2 separate regions of the Mus musculus genome follow, and region 2 is linked to region 1. The links are chromatin contacts, called in public Micro-C maps. All regions are on one chromosome and are shown on one strand. The core of a region is the stretch at or near the end of the contact, and the rest is flanking DNA. Distances in the headings are between cores, read along the strand shown.

Region 1 (7,628 bases), core at 3,267-5,766:
CACGTCTTAAGTGGCCCAGTGTGCTATCTGGTCCTCATCTGTCTCCTTAGAGCGTTGGATTTTATAACCCCACAGAAGCATCTAATGATGCCCACAAAAGTGTTATAGGATTGAAAGCCACAATGGTTCTCATTGCTTACACAACCCCAAAGCCTCCCCAGTCCCTAGGTATGAAGCAAATGCTTTGTAACAGTACTCCTACGAGGGGAGGAGGCTGACAGAGGAGAGGAGAGAGCCAGAGCTACAAGTGAAGGGAATGGCAAGTGTGAGCCCTGCCCGTGCCAACCAAGGGAAGGCCGGTATGGATGGAAAGGGATGTGGCTAGCCTGGAGTCAGCAGGTTTGCCCTTGATGCCCAAGTGCATCAGAAGAAGCAGGGAGCAGGGGCTCCGGGCCATGTCTTCATCCTGCAGAGGGAAGTAAAGGATCGAGTGGGGGACGAGTTCCCCTCTCTTGGGTAAAGATGACCATGTCACTCGGCCTTGGTGAGTGATTTCTGACATCAGGAGAGGATTAACCCACTAGTCTCAGGCTGGTTTCATGCCAGGAGCATGGCTGGATTATAGTCCTGCAATGTGACTTAGTTTACTGTAGAAATTCTCAGTAGAGAAATGTCAGCAAGGGGTCTTTTGGTGGTGTCTCTCCCCCCACCCCCGAGCCCCCGGCTTTCACCAGCTGTGTCAGGACTCAGGGAGGGCTCAGGCTTGCCATTGCTGATCTCTGGTTCATTCTGTGCTACCTTAATGTCCTTTCTAAAGAACTGCTTGGGAGAGCCAGCAGCTCTGCCACCCTGCTAAGTCTCTGACAACCTGCTTGCCCTGTCTGAAGCTGGTTGTGTGATATCTTCCCCCTTGGTGTGTGTTTTAGGACTTAATTTTCAAGGCCGACATTCAGCCCCTTAGGGTTGTGCCTCAGGGTTAGTGTCACTGTGGTGGAACACCAAGACCAAAAGCACCTTGAGGAAGAAAGGGTTAGCTTGGCTAACATTTCCACATCACTGTTCAACATTTAAAGGAAGTTAGGGCAGGAACTGAAGCAGGGCAGGAACCTGGAGGCAGGAGCTGACACAGAGGCCATGGAGGGGTGCTGCTTACTGGTTGGATGAGACATTAGAACAGGTACTGGCTTGCTCCCAGAGCAGAAAGCGCAGGGCAGGCAGTGTCTTCTGGGTCCATGCTCCAGGTCTCTGTTGAGGCTGCTCATCTTCTCCCCATCTTCCTGGTTGAGGTTCTTCTTAGCCTGACTGCTCAAAGTGTTGCAGAAATTCCAGACTCACGGAGCAAGTCTGGAGTGGGATGTGGCTTCCCTCTTCCTTTATATCTTTCTCCGGGGGCTGGGGTGGGGGTTGGAAGAGTGTTTGGCACCAGGACAGGAACCACATGGGCAATTGGATGTTTGAGCACCTTGTGGATGCCCTGCAAATAAGGAACCAACTATCTCTGCCCTCCCTTCCTGTCCTCCTACCCTCTCCCTGCTCTCCCCCTGCCCCCTCCCCCTGCTCTTCCCCTGCTGTCCCCCTGCCCCCCCTGCTGTCCCCCTGCCCTCTCCCTGCTCTTCCCCTGCCCCTCCCCCTGCTCTTCCCCTGCTGTCCCCCTGCCCTCCCCTGCTGTCCCCTGCCCTCTCCTCCTCTCTCCTCCTCTCCCCTGCTTTCCCCTGCCCTCCCCCTGCTCTCCCCTGCCCTCCCTTGCTCATTCTCTGCCCTTTCTCTGCCCCCCTCCCTCCCTCTGTCCTCTCCCTCTGTCCTTTCCCACTGTCCCCCTGCTCTCCCCTGCTCTCCCCCTGCGCTCCTGCTCTCTCCCCTGCCCTCCTCCTGCTTCCCCTGCCCTTCCCAGCCCTCCCCTTGCCCTCCTCCTCCCCTTCCCTCCCCTGCTCTCCCCTGCCCTCCTGCCCTGCTCTTGCCCTTCTTCTGAAAACAGGTCTGAGTTTTACTCATTAAATTGTGACAGTGTTCTCTGAGTGCTGGGTGCTCTGAGTCCCCATGTCACCCTCACACCTCACCTGAACTGTGCTGTACCCTGTTTCATAGAGGAGGAAAGGAAGGTCCAAGCTCTCCTCTGGGGGAAGGAAGAACTATAGTTAGGGTTCACAGCTTCCAAACCTCTGAGATCCCTCTTCATCTCCCACATCCAGAGATGCGAAAATGCTCTTCCAGGGACCCTGCCTGCGCTGAACCATGGCATCAGACACCACAGTTACCATGGACTGGGAGAAGGGAAGGGGGAATCTATAAATTGGTCTGCATTTCTCTGGAGCTGGTGGAAATGTCTAGCATTGGAAAGTGGTAGTTGCACCGTCTTGCAGAGTTACTGAGAACTGCCAGATTGCACGTATCAAAGGGTTAAATGTCATGGGATATGAGCTACATCTCAGTTAAAAAACTGGAAAATGGGATGTCAAAAAGAACACAAGCTGTCTCGCATAAAGAATAACAACGGTTAAAAAAAAATACTCTTAGAAAACCCGAGTTTGTATTCCCCATTTCCGGGCTTAATTTCATTCTGGCCAAAAGGCATTCGGTTAGTGTGGGCTTCTCCTCGGTGACTATAGGAAATGACAAATGGCGTGGTATGATTTTAAAGTGAAATGTTATTCTCCCAAAGGGCTTGAGGGAGGTTGTAAATTGTGGGAAGAGAACAGAATTGCTCTCTGATGTTGCTGTAGCCCTGCAATTACAGTGGGCGCAGCTACTGCCCAGCTCGTGGGCAGAGGGTGGCTGGTATGTTTGCCAAATCTTTAGCCTCTCATTTCTCCATGAGTTGTGGGTAAAGCATTGCTCTTAAACATGAGGCAAATGTAAGGTGCACAGAACAGGTGGGACACTCAGAGGAATCCGAGGTCTCTCTAGTTAATGTCGTTCCCCATTAGGGCCGCACCCACATCCTCCATCTCTTTACATGGAAATAAAGTCTGACAGCTGGGGTTTATGTACATCGCCCAAGAGAAGACATGGGCAAGAGAGTTTAAACACAGAACCAATATCAAGTGTGGTACCTCGAGGGAAGGAATGTTTGAAAGAAAAATAATCAGTAAGAGGAATAAAAACGAAATGGTTGCATTTTGCTGGCCACGTGACGTGGGTTGCGCCAGCAGTAGTGTCTGGGCAGCAGATGGGATATACAGATGCGATACCTCAGGAGGGTCAAGCCTCGCCCTTCTTTATTGGGCCGTATCTCTCCAGTCACTAGTTTTCCTGTGTGGAGTTTGTGTCACCCTCAGGCTTTGGAGGAGTTGGGAAAGGAGTGTCCGTGGTCTCAGATTCCTCAGACCATTGCCTCCCCCAAACACCGCTAAAACACGGTGTTTCTGAGGACCAAACAGATGGCAGCATCTTGGTTCTCGCCTGGGCCGGTGGTGTCAGTGACGACACACCCACGTGGACGGTAACCTGTACACAAGCTGGCATTGACTTAAAGTTAATCCCAGAGTGTTAAAAATGTCAGAGTGTCCAGAAGTGGGAACAAAGCCTGCAGGGCAGAGCGGCAGAGCATCTACTGGCTGCCATGGAGACCCCACTCCTCCCTCCTGGGATCTGAGAATTGCTGAGGAAGACAAATGTCATCTCAGACAGGTCAGTGCACCACAAGAGGGGCAGGGTCAGTGCTGACTAGCCGTGCATAGAGGGCTGCTTGAGATGTGTCTGAGAGTATTTAAACGGCTTCTGTGTAAAAGGCTTAGTCTGTGACGTGTTTGCCTGTCAATCACGAACGAGAACATGAGTCTGGTCACTGAGGACCCAGGAGGAAGTAGCTGGGTGTGGTGCTACACACATGAAATCCTGCCAGAGTTTCAGGCTAATGAGAGACATGGCCTCAAAAAATCAAAGTAAATAGTACCTGAGGAATGAGAGCTGAGGTTGTTTTCTGCTGTGTATGAGTATGCACACACACACATACACACACACACACACACACACACACACACTCACATACACAGAGGCACCTATATATGAAAGCATATATATGTATGCATATACATACATGCATACACAGACATGGGCACTTGTACACACAAACATGACACATAGATACATACACGTACTTGCATGCACACACATGGGCACTTGTACATACAAATATGCATACATATACACATATACATGTACATATACATACATACATGTACACAGATGGGCACTTGCATACACAAACATGACATACATATACATACACATACATGTATACATACATATGAGCACTTGTACATACAAACATGCATACACAGACATATACATATACATTTACATACACACATGTATGCATGCACACAGATGGGCACTTACATGCACTAACATGCATGCATATGCAATAAATAAAAATCAGAATGACTTCTATGTTGGGCTACGCCTGAGCAGGGAGTGGCCTCTGGGTCCTTGGATGACCTACAGTGCTCTCCAGTCCAGGAACCTCAGCAGCAAGAGCAACAATAGCCACAGAAATGCAGCCAGCACCTCATAGGGGCCAAGTGGTGACGGAGCGGATGTGGCGGCAGTGTGACAAGATGGGCACTTCCCCTAATAGAGAGGAGGCCACAACTGCTGTGATGGGGCAGTGTGACCAGCTGTGGGGAAGGCTTGAGTCAGGCTGAGCAATATGAAATAGCTCAGGATGGACTGATTTGACTCCACCAGTATTTATTTCTGACCATATTGAGCAGCCAAAAGGAAGGGTTATTTTTTGCTATTGAAAGTTGTATTGTGGGGCCATCGAGTCGCCCTTGTCAATGGAAGTCGTCCTGTCTCTATTTCCTCTAGGCTTGATGCTGCCCTGCCTTTCTTCTACTGTGTTTGCCCCACTCCACCCTATGGAATCTCTCTTCCCCCTCCTGGGTGCTGTTCTCTGCTCAGGCCATTCTTCTGGGTGGGCACTGCCTCCAAGGGGCTCTGATCTCCAGCCCCCAGCCAGAGTGGCTGGCTGGTGACCTTCTGTCCAAGGACAAGGACAGCAATGGCATCACCTTCACTACAATGTGGCCACAGCGTGCAAGGTCTGGATACCCAGGAAGGCTTTTGGACTGGGGCCCCCAAGTGGGGAGCAGCTAAGGATGATGACACCCTCCCAGCCTGCTCCAGAGCATTTGGGGGAGGATCTGAGCCAAGAGCCAAGACAAAGAGCAGCCCCAGTCCTCATATCATTTGATATTGTTGGAAGCAAATGGAGGATGCCGGCCATCAGCAGGTAGTGCTGCCGTGCCTGATGTCCACCAGGTAGCACCAGAACCTTGGGTCCTGGGCAGACTTTGGGCTAATGGACACCCGGTTTGTTCTTGTTCCATGTTGGGCCACCTTGCCTCCTGTATGTACTGTCCCTAGGATAAAGCCCCCTGCCTACAATATACAGACAGATACATTATAGGGCCCTCTGCTGAATTAGTTGGCTCTGATGGCCAGCAGAGTTGCTAGGCACACAGGCCCTCTATGTCCCCAGACTTACTGGTCAAATGGAATCCTAAAGAGTATGAATGCCACCTGGCCCTTATGTTTAGGGGCAAGAAGCTGGTTGGTACCTTGAGCCATGTGTGGGGACATTAACTAGATACAGAGGGAAGAGGGAGTTTCCTTGACTCCTTGCAGTACCCTGGGTCACCAGGCCCCCAGAGCTTCCCTTTCCTTTATCCAGGTGGCAGCATAGTCCCTCCCCACATGGGGACCTCAGGGGACTTTGAATAAAGTTTGGCCTAGTGGATCACTGTCTGGGCTCACCATTCAGCAAAGACACCAAGCCTTACACAATAAACAGACATTGTCTCAGGTTTCTTCAAAGATAACTTGAATTTTGTTGCTTAACATCCTGGGGATTGAAACCCAAAACTGTGGTGATAGCAACAGAACGTCGACTGGAGGTTCTGTGAACCTCGACTGGAGGTACTGAGCCTAAAGAGAGAGGACATGATTCATGATTGCAAAGCAGCGACTGAGCACACTTGCTGGGGTGTGCTGCAGGATTAAGTAACAGGTTAGGGCCAAGTCAGGAATTGTGCCCGTGGTGACTGGCAGGCAGCTGCACAGTCTGAAGCCACAAGTGGACAGCACAGGCTATGCCTAGTCCTTCCCACCTCAGAGGTAAGTGCTCTGCAGAAAGAAAGATGGCCAGAAGACATAAAGAGCACAGATAGTTGTCACAATCACATCTCCAATAGCCCAGTCTGGAGATCCCAGAACAGCCCCTTACATGTGGGACCTGCCCCACCTCAATTAGGCGATGCACCTGAGTGGCTGCTGGTGGCCTTCGTTGCTATCCCTTCCTATTTCTTGGCTGTGGCTGTCGAAGTTGGGGGTTAGAAGATGTCTGGAGGGATGGTGGGGCAGCAGAGATCAGGAAAGGCAGATTTGGAGCCTGGGCTGGGGCCAGAGAAGCAGGCTCCTCCCACCAACCAGGCTCCCCCCACCAACCAGCCTCCTCCCACAAACCCAGTGCCAATACAGTCCAGCAAGAAAAGCCACCAACACAGCCTTTATAAGGGAACTGAGGATACTAAATCCACTTCCATAAACAGTCACAAGTGTGGGCTAATGAAGGGTGCCTTTGCACCAGGATTCTGTCCTCTGTCAGGCTAGGAGGTTGAGCCAGGCCAGCCGCTTGGCTCTGTCCTCTCAAGTCTTCTTTGCTCACTTGCGACTGATGTACCATTCAGGATGACAGGTGCTTGCACTGTAAGGCCAGTTTCAGAGATTCGTCAGAAGCACAGACACCAACGCTCGCACACGCGCAGCAGCTTGCTTGAGCTCCCACGTTTTCAGTTCACCGAGGTCTCCTAGCTTCCTGTTGTCCTAGCACTGCCGTCGGTCCTTTCTCTTGTTTTGTTTCAGCTGCTTGCTTGTGTCTTAAGTGAAGCAACCAAATGGGGGCACCTTGGCAAGTGGGGGGAAGGGCTGTTCTGAGGCAAGCAAGAAGGATGCAGTAAATAATGTCAGCCAGTCTGGGCAGGGCCAGATAGAGGGCCAAAGGAGGTCATTTTAGTGAGAAAATGATTTCTACAAAATCGGAGAAGCCAGAAACTGATACCAAGTGCTCAGGTATAGATAAGATGCCATCGTGTATATAACCTGTTCTTCTGGCTTAACTCCCTAGCGATGGGGCAGCAATGAGTTGAAATCAAGAACCCTGTGGCTGTTGGCTTAGAGTCCTTTGGGTATATGCCGGGCTGAGCCACATGGTGGCTCTAGTTTTAATTTTTTGAGGAAGCTCTGTTCTGATTTTTCACAGTGGGTGCAATAGTTTACACCCACCACCAACAGTGCATAAAAGTCCCCCCATCCTACCCAACATTTGTTGTCTTTTTGGTGACAGCCATTCTGACTAGGGGGAGCTGGTACTCAGTGTACCTTTAATTTCCATCCCCTCCCCTCCCCTTCCCCCTCCCCCACGGGCTTTCACAAGAGCGTCTTCCCTTAATGTGTGCCCCAGGGACTGCAGATAAATCATATGGATTTCTTAGGTTACTAAAGAATGATCCCACCTCCTCACCCCGCCCCGCCCCCCGTGCTTTGGGATACTTGTCCACAAGAAACGTACTAATTTTCTGTTTATATTTCACACCAAATCTCATTCAGTAAATTGCAGAGGGCTGGGGAGATAGTTTAGTTGATGAAGTATTTGCCTCGCAAGCATGAAAGATTTCAGTTCCAACTTC
Region 2 (7,628 bases), core at 2,748-5,247, 120 kb after region 1:
GGGTGCCTTGTTCTACTTGTCCCTTTTGGGCTTTGCACTTGTAGTCCCAGTTCAACACAGTACCCATGGTGTCATCTGTGCTAGGCCCACCTCACCACCCCAGTGCCAGCCACATAGGCCTGGGCTCTTGCCAAGGGAACCAAATCATGCTGACTATCCCAGAGCTCTGCTTTATACAGTATCTGCTCATGTAAAGCAAGAAGAAAAATCCAACTCTCTTCATTCTCATTACCAGGCAGGGGAATGGGTGCAGGCCCTAACTACTGTAGCTCCAGAGCCTCACCCTGAGTGTTCACAGACATTTTTGGTGTCCCTGGTTTGGGACTGAATCATAAGGAGCTATGGTATGTATACATATACATACATATATACATACATACATACATACATACATACACACAGAGAATATCCCCTGCCACCTTCAGCCTCAGGGACTGAATCAATTGGTCACAGGAAAGCTCCTGTACCATTAATGGATGAATCAATGGTTATTCCTTCTGTAATTGAGTTCCTGTTTTCTCCACTCTGATGATAGACCTTCAGTATACGCCATTATTCAGGTTCCATCCAGAGGAGACTCACCCCTTCTTCTGTAGCCAGGCAGCAGTGTTGGATCCTCAATATTACCTCCTGGCTCCCATGAACACCTTGAATCATGCTACACAACTCAAGCAGTTGCCGGCTTTGGTTCTTTTTTATCCAAATTTAATTGGCTGATTTTTTAAAATCTACTCATGTCTCATATTTAAGAACAAAACTTTGGCTTTGGTCTTTTATAGACAGACATCAATATGGTATTCTGGACTTTGAAAGGAGTTCACAGAGCAGACACACAGGGCTGGAGGCCTGGAGGTGCAAGAATGGCAAACACATGCTTTGTGCTCCTCCTCAGAGAGGGAAGACATAGGAAATTCATAGCATCTCATTCTGCAGATTCCAGGTAGCCAGCCATGGCACCCAACAGGACACCAGGCCTGTCTGACCCAAAGACCAGTTTCAAGGTTGAGGAGTATGTGTATTGTGATTGGTCTGGTGATATGACGTCATCAGGGCTGGATTAGAGTGGAATCTACTGTATTCCCGTGCAGGGTTGTATTTACTGCTAACTCTACTCAAGTTATTATGGGAATGACTGACATGGGTATATTGTATGTTCAAGTTTATTCAAATTCTGTCTCTATGGTGGATATTAACATGCCAAGCTACTTAAAAGCTCTTAAGATAACGTGTGATACTATAGAGTCTACTTTATTTCCAGATATGATCCATCAGTGCTTTCCCCAGGCCAGGACAATTCACACTCTAGACAGGGATGGAGCAACTAGTTCAACTAGTTTCCATGTGGCTCTTCAGGTTTCTCCTTTTGTTCCATACTAAATAAGAGGCACGGGTGTCCATGAACACCATTTAGTCAGACCCTAGCATCCCACCCAGAGCTGTCTTCCTACCCAATGGGGTGTTAGATCCACCTTTCTTCAAGCTGTTGAGTTTTCTCCATCTGTCTCCTCTGCCATCAGCCATTTCCAGCACACACCCCTTTGCTGTCCCTTTCCACCTGTGCCTTTTCCCAATTGCACGGACATCTCTGCTGCTATGGCTCCCAGATTAACAGGACCCTTCAATGGGAGTAGGCTCCCATGGCAACCCTCAGGGACTCTTATGAACTGTCTGAGTTAGGCATAGGTAGAGGATAAGATTTTGATGTTTCTTTCAAATGTTAAACACATCTACAGTTCATTGTGAGTTGGGAAGTCTAGGCTACTAAAGACCTACAACTTCAACTCAACGAAACCAATGCTCTCCTACCTCCTGCAGTGCTGAAAGATGTCATGGTTGGTTATAGACATGTAACAGACAGCATCACTAATTCAACATTATGTATTTGAGACCCATTGGTCTGTTGAGGGCATGATACATGTCTGTGCTATTCTTCATAGGTCATCTCAGTATGACTCAAGCTCCCACCTTCCCACCTCCTCTCTGGAGCCTTCATCTCATCTACTAACCCGAATGGGAGACATAGCTTTCTCCCCTGCAGGCTGTATCCCTGAAGAGACTCTGGATGCATCAACTGAACTGTAGCTCCCTGGGAAATTTGCCCAGTGAAGTACCCCTTGTAAAGCCCCTTCAGTAACTGACTTGCAGAACCTCCATGGAGGGCCCAAGCTGGATATTTGTCCTGAAGGGGCTTCAAAGATTTGAGCTAATGGTATCAGGACCTGGGTTAGTGTGTGTTCTTACATTCTATACATATGATGTCAAAGAAGTTCCAAGTGTGTATAGTGTGACCAGACTCCTAGTCACACTATACACACCCTGTAAGATGGGAGATTCCCAGAGAGATCTTAGTCCGACAGGATGCTATGTTTAGCCATACTTGATATTAATGCCATAACCTTGTTCTTCCCGGCAGGCTGCCTCCCATTCGCACTTAAAGGTGGGAGCAAGGGCCCCGCTCTATTGGCACTTCGAAACCGCACAGACTCTCGGGGGCAGATGAGCAATGACTCCACAGAAGGCACCGTGGGCTCCTGCAACGCAACAGGTATGAACAGACCCATGACAACATCAACCCCAGGACCGTACTGCCAGCCCTTCCCTGTGTTCCTGTCATTATGAGCTGGAACCTCATGAGCAAAGTGTCCAGGATGATGCCCCGTAGCTTGGAAGGACATTGTTACCATACGATGTTAGCAAGGGACCGAATAGAGGGATGTGAACTCAATCAGATTTCTGAAGTTAGAGCAGACTCCTTGATAAAATGCAACCATCAAATTAGCAATTCAGCCCTGCAGCAGAGGCCACCCTTGATCACCAGCCAGCAGGAGCAGTGTGAGGATAATGCCCACTCTCTACAACTCTCATGGCTTTGTTGCTAACCAAGTATTGGCAAAATACTCCCAATCAATTTCATCTTTTCATAAAACCAGACTATTGGAACCTTGAAAGAAAGTTTCCAAAGTGCGGAAATGGCTATCTCTTTCTGTTCTAAGGTAGAGACCAAGGGACTCTCTGCTGTGTGGATTTTGTGTATGAGGGATGTGAAGTCATTCCATACAGAGAATTGATGATTGAAGAAAGATAATATGATCCCACCCAAGTCTAGCTCAGTGATCCAGTAAGTTATTGACGTTACGTAATAGAAGCATAGATGATCAAGGGCAGTTACATCCATGAAAAGCCCAGCCCAGCCCAGGCTTATGACTCAAAAACTTGGCATCCCTTGCGCTCCCTGTACAACTGGCAGGCAGCTCAGCCTGAGGGCCATCTCTCCTCTGTCTATTGCTTATTGCTTTGAGGGAGTGTATCATGTGAGTCTTTTAAATATCTACCCTTCCTTTGCCAGGAGGGAATGCTTCAATTCAGAGGAAATAACTGACAAATACAGAGCACCGACTTCAAAAAGTATGCGTGTGGTTAGGAAACCACTACACCTTCTTGACTCTCTCTTTGATGTGACTATGAAAAGTAGGTCTTTCACACGTGATCACAAAGGTCTCTGTTGAGCTGAGTGTGCTCCGTTGGTGCTGGTCACATTGGCTCCTTTGCTTGTAAATACCATTTTAGTGCCTTTCCTATATGATTGTTCCCAACAGGAGGCAGGGGACAATCCTTGCCCCAGCTCTGCTTTCCACCTGGGCCACACGACACCAAGGGAGAGTACGGTGCTGTATTCCAGAGACTGAGCAGTGCCCAGAAGAAAGAAGAGTTCACAAGAGGTCAGTGGCCAGTGCAGGAGAGCTCCAGGCAGGGATGGTCCCAGGTCTCTGGCTGGGTGGAGCCTGAGCACAGACCCAGGCTGATGCCTGGGAGAATATCCTGGCCACAGACAAATCAAGGCCAGAGGTCATTCTGCCTTAGCCACTTCCAAGGAGGTAAAGTGGCTAAGTCTTACCAGGTGAACAAGCATGGAGTGGAGATCACAGGGCCATGGATGTGGAGAGGAGCAATACATACCCTGCAGTCCACAGAGGACATGGGTGTTGGGGAAATATGTAGATTTGAGTCCAAAGCATGACGTAATGCGATGGGTTTGTGGTGGGGTAAACAGCTGGAGAGATTAGCACCCAAGAAAAAAATCCTTGGCAGCTCAGAGAGTGACTGCATTGGGAGAGACTGGTGTCCAGTGATCGTGAGAAGAAGGAGGAGAAGAAGGACGAGGAGGAGGAGGAGGAGGAGGAGGAGGAGGAGGAGGAGGAGGAGGAGGAGGAGGAGGAGGAGGAGAAATAGAGAGGAGAAGGGGTCCTTTGGGGTAGATTCTGCTTTGTGCTTCTGCCCTGGATGGTATTGTTACAGTGAAGAAGCTTAGAGTGGGAGGAGAGACAGTATGGCTGTGCATTGCGCATGCTGAGAGTGAAGGTCTTTCTGGCACTTATCCAAATAATGCCAAGAAGGCAGAGATAATACACAAGCTATCCTCTTTGCCTTGGCTTCCTAAAGGCTCCCAGAAATGACAGTCTTTGAAGGTTCCATTGTTGTTGCTGTTGGTTGCTGTTATTATTAAGGCAGTATCTTGGGGGAGGGGCTGTGAGTATGGAGTGTGAGGGGCTTGAACCCATGACATAACCAAGGCTTACCTTGAACTTCTGATCTTCCTGACTTGACCTTCTACGTGTTGGGATTACGGGTGTATAGCATCACTCTGTTTTATGCAGTGCTGGGTATGGGTCCTGTGTGTCATTTGTGCTAAGTAAGTATTCTACTGACTAAGCCACATCTTGATCTGTGGAACTTTAATGGAAGAAAGATATTAATAGCGTTGCTATGGAGTGTGAGGGGAAAGAGTCGGGTCTGTGCTCAGGCTCCACCCAGCCAGAGACCTGGGACCATCCCTGCCTGGAGCTCTCCTGCACTGGCCACTGACCTCTTGTGAATTCTCCTTTCTTCTGGGCACTGCTCAGTCTCTGGAATACAGCACCGTACTCTCCCTTGGTGTAGTGTGGCCCAGGTAGAAAGCAGAGCTGGGGCAAGGATTGTCCCCTGTCCCCTGTTGGGAACAATCCATATAGGAAAGGCACTAAAATGGTATTTAGTATTTTGTCTTTGATTTTTGGATCAGTTGGTTCTTTGGTTTCTGTCCTGGTCTAACTCCTAGCCTTAACTTTACAGAGTTAGGAACTAGACTTTCAGAAGTTATAAATTCATCAGAACATGAATTGTGACTGACAATTGTACAGATCCATGTCTAGGGACCAGGGCACTTGCCTGTGCTGCATGGGGCACTACCCAATGCTGAGACATCTAGGAAGCCAACACAAGTAGAGGTTGCTTAGTGGACACAGGATGGAGGAACCTGGGAAGCCCTCCTGTGCTTATCACAGTGACATCACTGGGTGGGCGTGTCTTGTTACCCGGTTGAGAAGTTTTTCGGGGTGACTTGGTCTTGCCTTTCAGAATTCACTGTTTTGCTCACCTATAGACCCAGGCATAGCTGTGTTGGCATCAGTTGTGAACTTGGCTCTAGGAAGCAGGTCTCTGGGCATGCCTGTGAAGGAATGTCTAGATTTAGATCAGCCTATGAGAATGTCTGGGAGGGATTGCCTTGATGAAGCTAACTGTGGGCAGCAGGATCAGTCCCTGAGCTGGGAAGTCTGAACTGTATAAAATGGAGAAAGGGAGCTAGGCATGGCGAGCTTGCATAGATTCCTGGATCCCTGCTCTTCGCTATGGATGCGATGTGACCAGTTTTCTCAGGCCCCTCTACTGTGGCTTCTTCTCTCTGATGGACTGGAACCTGGAACTGTGAACCCCTTTAAGATGTCTATATCAGAGACCATGAAAATATGAACACTCATCAATGAGCCAGCTTCACACATCAGCAGCTCTTCAGAGTGAGGCTGTCCCTAGCTTTCCAGGGTCACATAGCAGTGCGCAATTGCCACATGCATGCGCAAGAGCCTAGCAGTCCCTTTTCCGCCTTCCTTAGAGACTGACAGTGGAGTATCACAATCTAGATTTGGAGCTAAATCAATCTCAATCAATCCCCCTCCCACTCCCTCCCCCTGTCCCTCTTCCTCACGTACTTACTGACACTTACATTTGATGCACCATAATTCTGCCATACAGATTATTTTAACTATCTATAAATTTTTTTCCATTTTCTTTCTTTTTTCTTTTTTTTTAGTTCAGAAGGTATTTTTGAAGACATAATCTTCTTTCAGGACCAAGCGAAACTGCAGGGTATGGTGGTCAGCTTTAAGTGTCAGCTGATATAATCTAGAACCATCTGGGAAGATTCTCAATGAGGAATTGTCTGTATGGGGTTGGCCTGAGGGCATGCTTGCAAGAACTCTTTCTCCCTCCCTCCCTCCCTCCCTCCCTCCCTCCCTCCCTTCCTTCCTCCCTCCCTTCCTTCCCTTCCCTTTCCTTTCCCTTCCCCCTCCCCCCTCCCCCCTCCCCCCTCCCCCTCCCCCCTTCCCCTTCCCCCTTCCCCCTTCCCCCTTCCCCCTTCCCCCTTCCCCCTTCCCCCTTCCCCCTTCCCCCTTCCCCCTTCCCCCTTCCCCCCTTCCCCCTTCCCTTCCCTTCCCTTCCCTTCCCTTCCCTTCCCTTCCCTTCCCTTCCCTTCCCTCCCTTCCTTCCTTCCTTCCTTCCTTCCTTCCTTCCTTCCTTCCTTTTGAGACAGGTCTCACTATGTAGCCCTGGGTAGCCTAGAGATCCTCATGTTAACCATGTTGGCCTCACACTCAGAGATCTTTCTGCCCCTTGCCTCAGAATGCTAGAAGTAGAGGCATGTGCCTCTGTGCCTGGCTGAGAGATTTTCTTAATTGCATTTAATCAGATGGGAAGACCTACTCTATGTATGGGTAGTACCATTCCCTGGCTTTGTGGTGCTGAACTGTGTGAACATAGGGTTCTAGCTGAGGTCTAGCATGCCCATGTTTATTACTTAGTTCCTGATTATAGATGTGATATGACCCTAGAGTTCCTGCCTTAATCGACTTTCCCTCTGCAACGGACTGCAGCCTTCGTCCCCTAAGCTAACTTTGTCAGGGCATTTTGTCACAGCAACTAGGAATGACACAGGAGAGCACAACGAAGTCAAAATCAGTCTTGCCTTAGGATTGTCCCCCCGAATCTGAGTCCCGCCCACAACAGTGGGTACCACCTGGATGGCTGTCAGGGAGAGGGGCATGGAGCTAGAGTATTGGCTATGGTGAGAGGATTGATTCTCCAGGGCAAATTGACTTAGTTGTTTTATGAGACGAATGATCTGGCTGGTTGATCACAGCTGAGATGACATTACCTGCGGAATGTCACCAGTCTTAGAAGTAGAGTCATTAGAGTCAAAGCAACAAATAGGTTCCCCAAAGCCTTGCCTCGACCAGGTTATCCAACTCACCAATGGCTACCCAGTGTCTTCTGGGAGCACGGCATGCTGGGTACTGGTGGTACAAATGCTCGCTGAAGAAACAAGCCTGTGTGTACTGTGGTGTGTGTGTGTGTGTGTGTGTGCACATGCACATGTGACAGGAGAGGACGGCACAATCTGTGTTGAAGGGGAGTTAGCCTTTCAATTCTCAAGACAAGTAGCAGATAGCAACAGTGAGGGAGAAGAGGATTCAGGATCAAAGAGAAACTTGTGGTCGTGATATTGGCTGGGTGTAGGGTGTGACTGTGAGCTTTGTAGT

The links. A called contact is a pair of places that touch in the nucleus more often than the background predicts.
Region 2: a Micro-C map of muscle stem cells shows a contact between it and region 1, with 5 times the contacts expected there. The contact joins two enhancer-like sites. A contact is called at or near these places in 1 of 39 promoter capture datasets (the C10 cell line), 1 of 15 datasets of contacts at CTCF or cohesin (the NIH/3T3 cell line), 6 of 484 Hi-C or Micro-C datasets (the C10 cell line, cumulus cells, embryonic stem cells and 1 more), 2 of 115 datasets of contacts at active chromatin or transcription factors (embryonic stem cells and kidney) and 3 of 9 other capture datasets (adipose tissue, liver and pancreatic islet).

The regions. Positions count from the first base shown.
Region 1 is chr17:8,630,230-8,637,857 of GRCm38.p6, forward strand. It overlaps a transcript of Pde10a not described here. Among named protein-coding and RNA genes, the nearest start is that of Gm46585, 100 kb to the right of the region's middle. Within about 2 kb of position 4,517, at least 15 of the 459 cell types and tissues checked have an H3K27ac peak or open chromatin away from gene starts, as enhancers often do. A contact at or near this core is called in muscle stem cells, where this site is marked.
Region 2 is chr17:8,754,549-8,762,176 of GRCm38.p6, forward strand. It overlaps a transcript of Pde10a not described here. Among named protein-coding and RNA genes, the nearest start is that of Gm46585, 23 kb to the left of the region's middle. Within about 2 kb of position 3,998, at least 14 of the 459 cell types and tissues checked have an H3K27ac peak or open chromatin away from gene starts, as enhancers often do. A contact at or near this core is called in muscle stem cells, where this site is marked.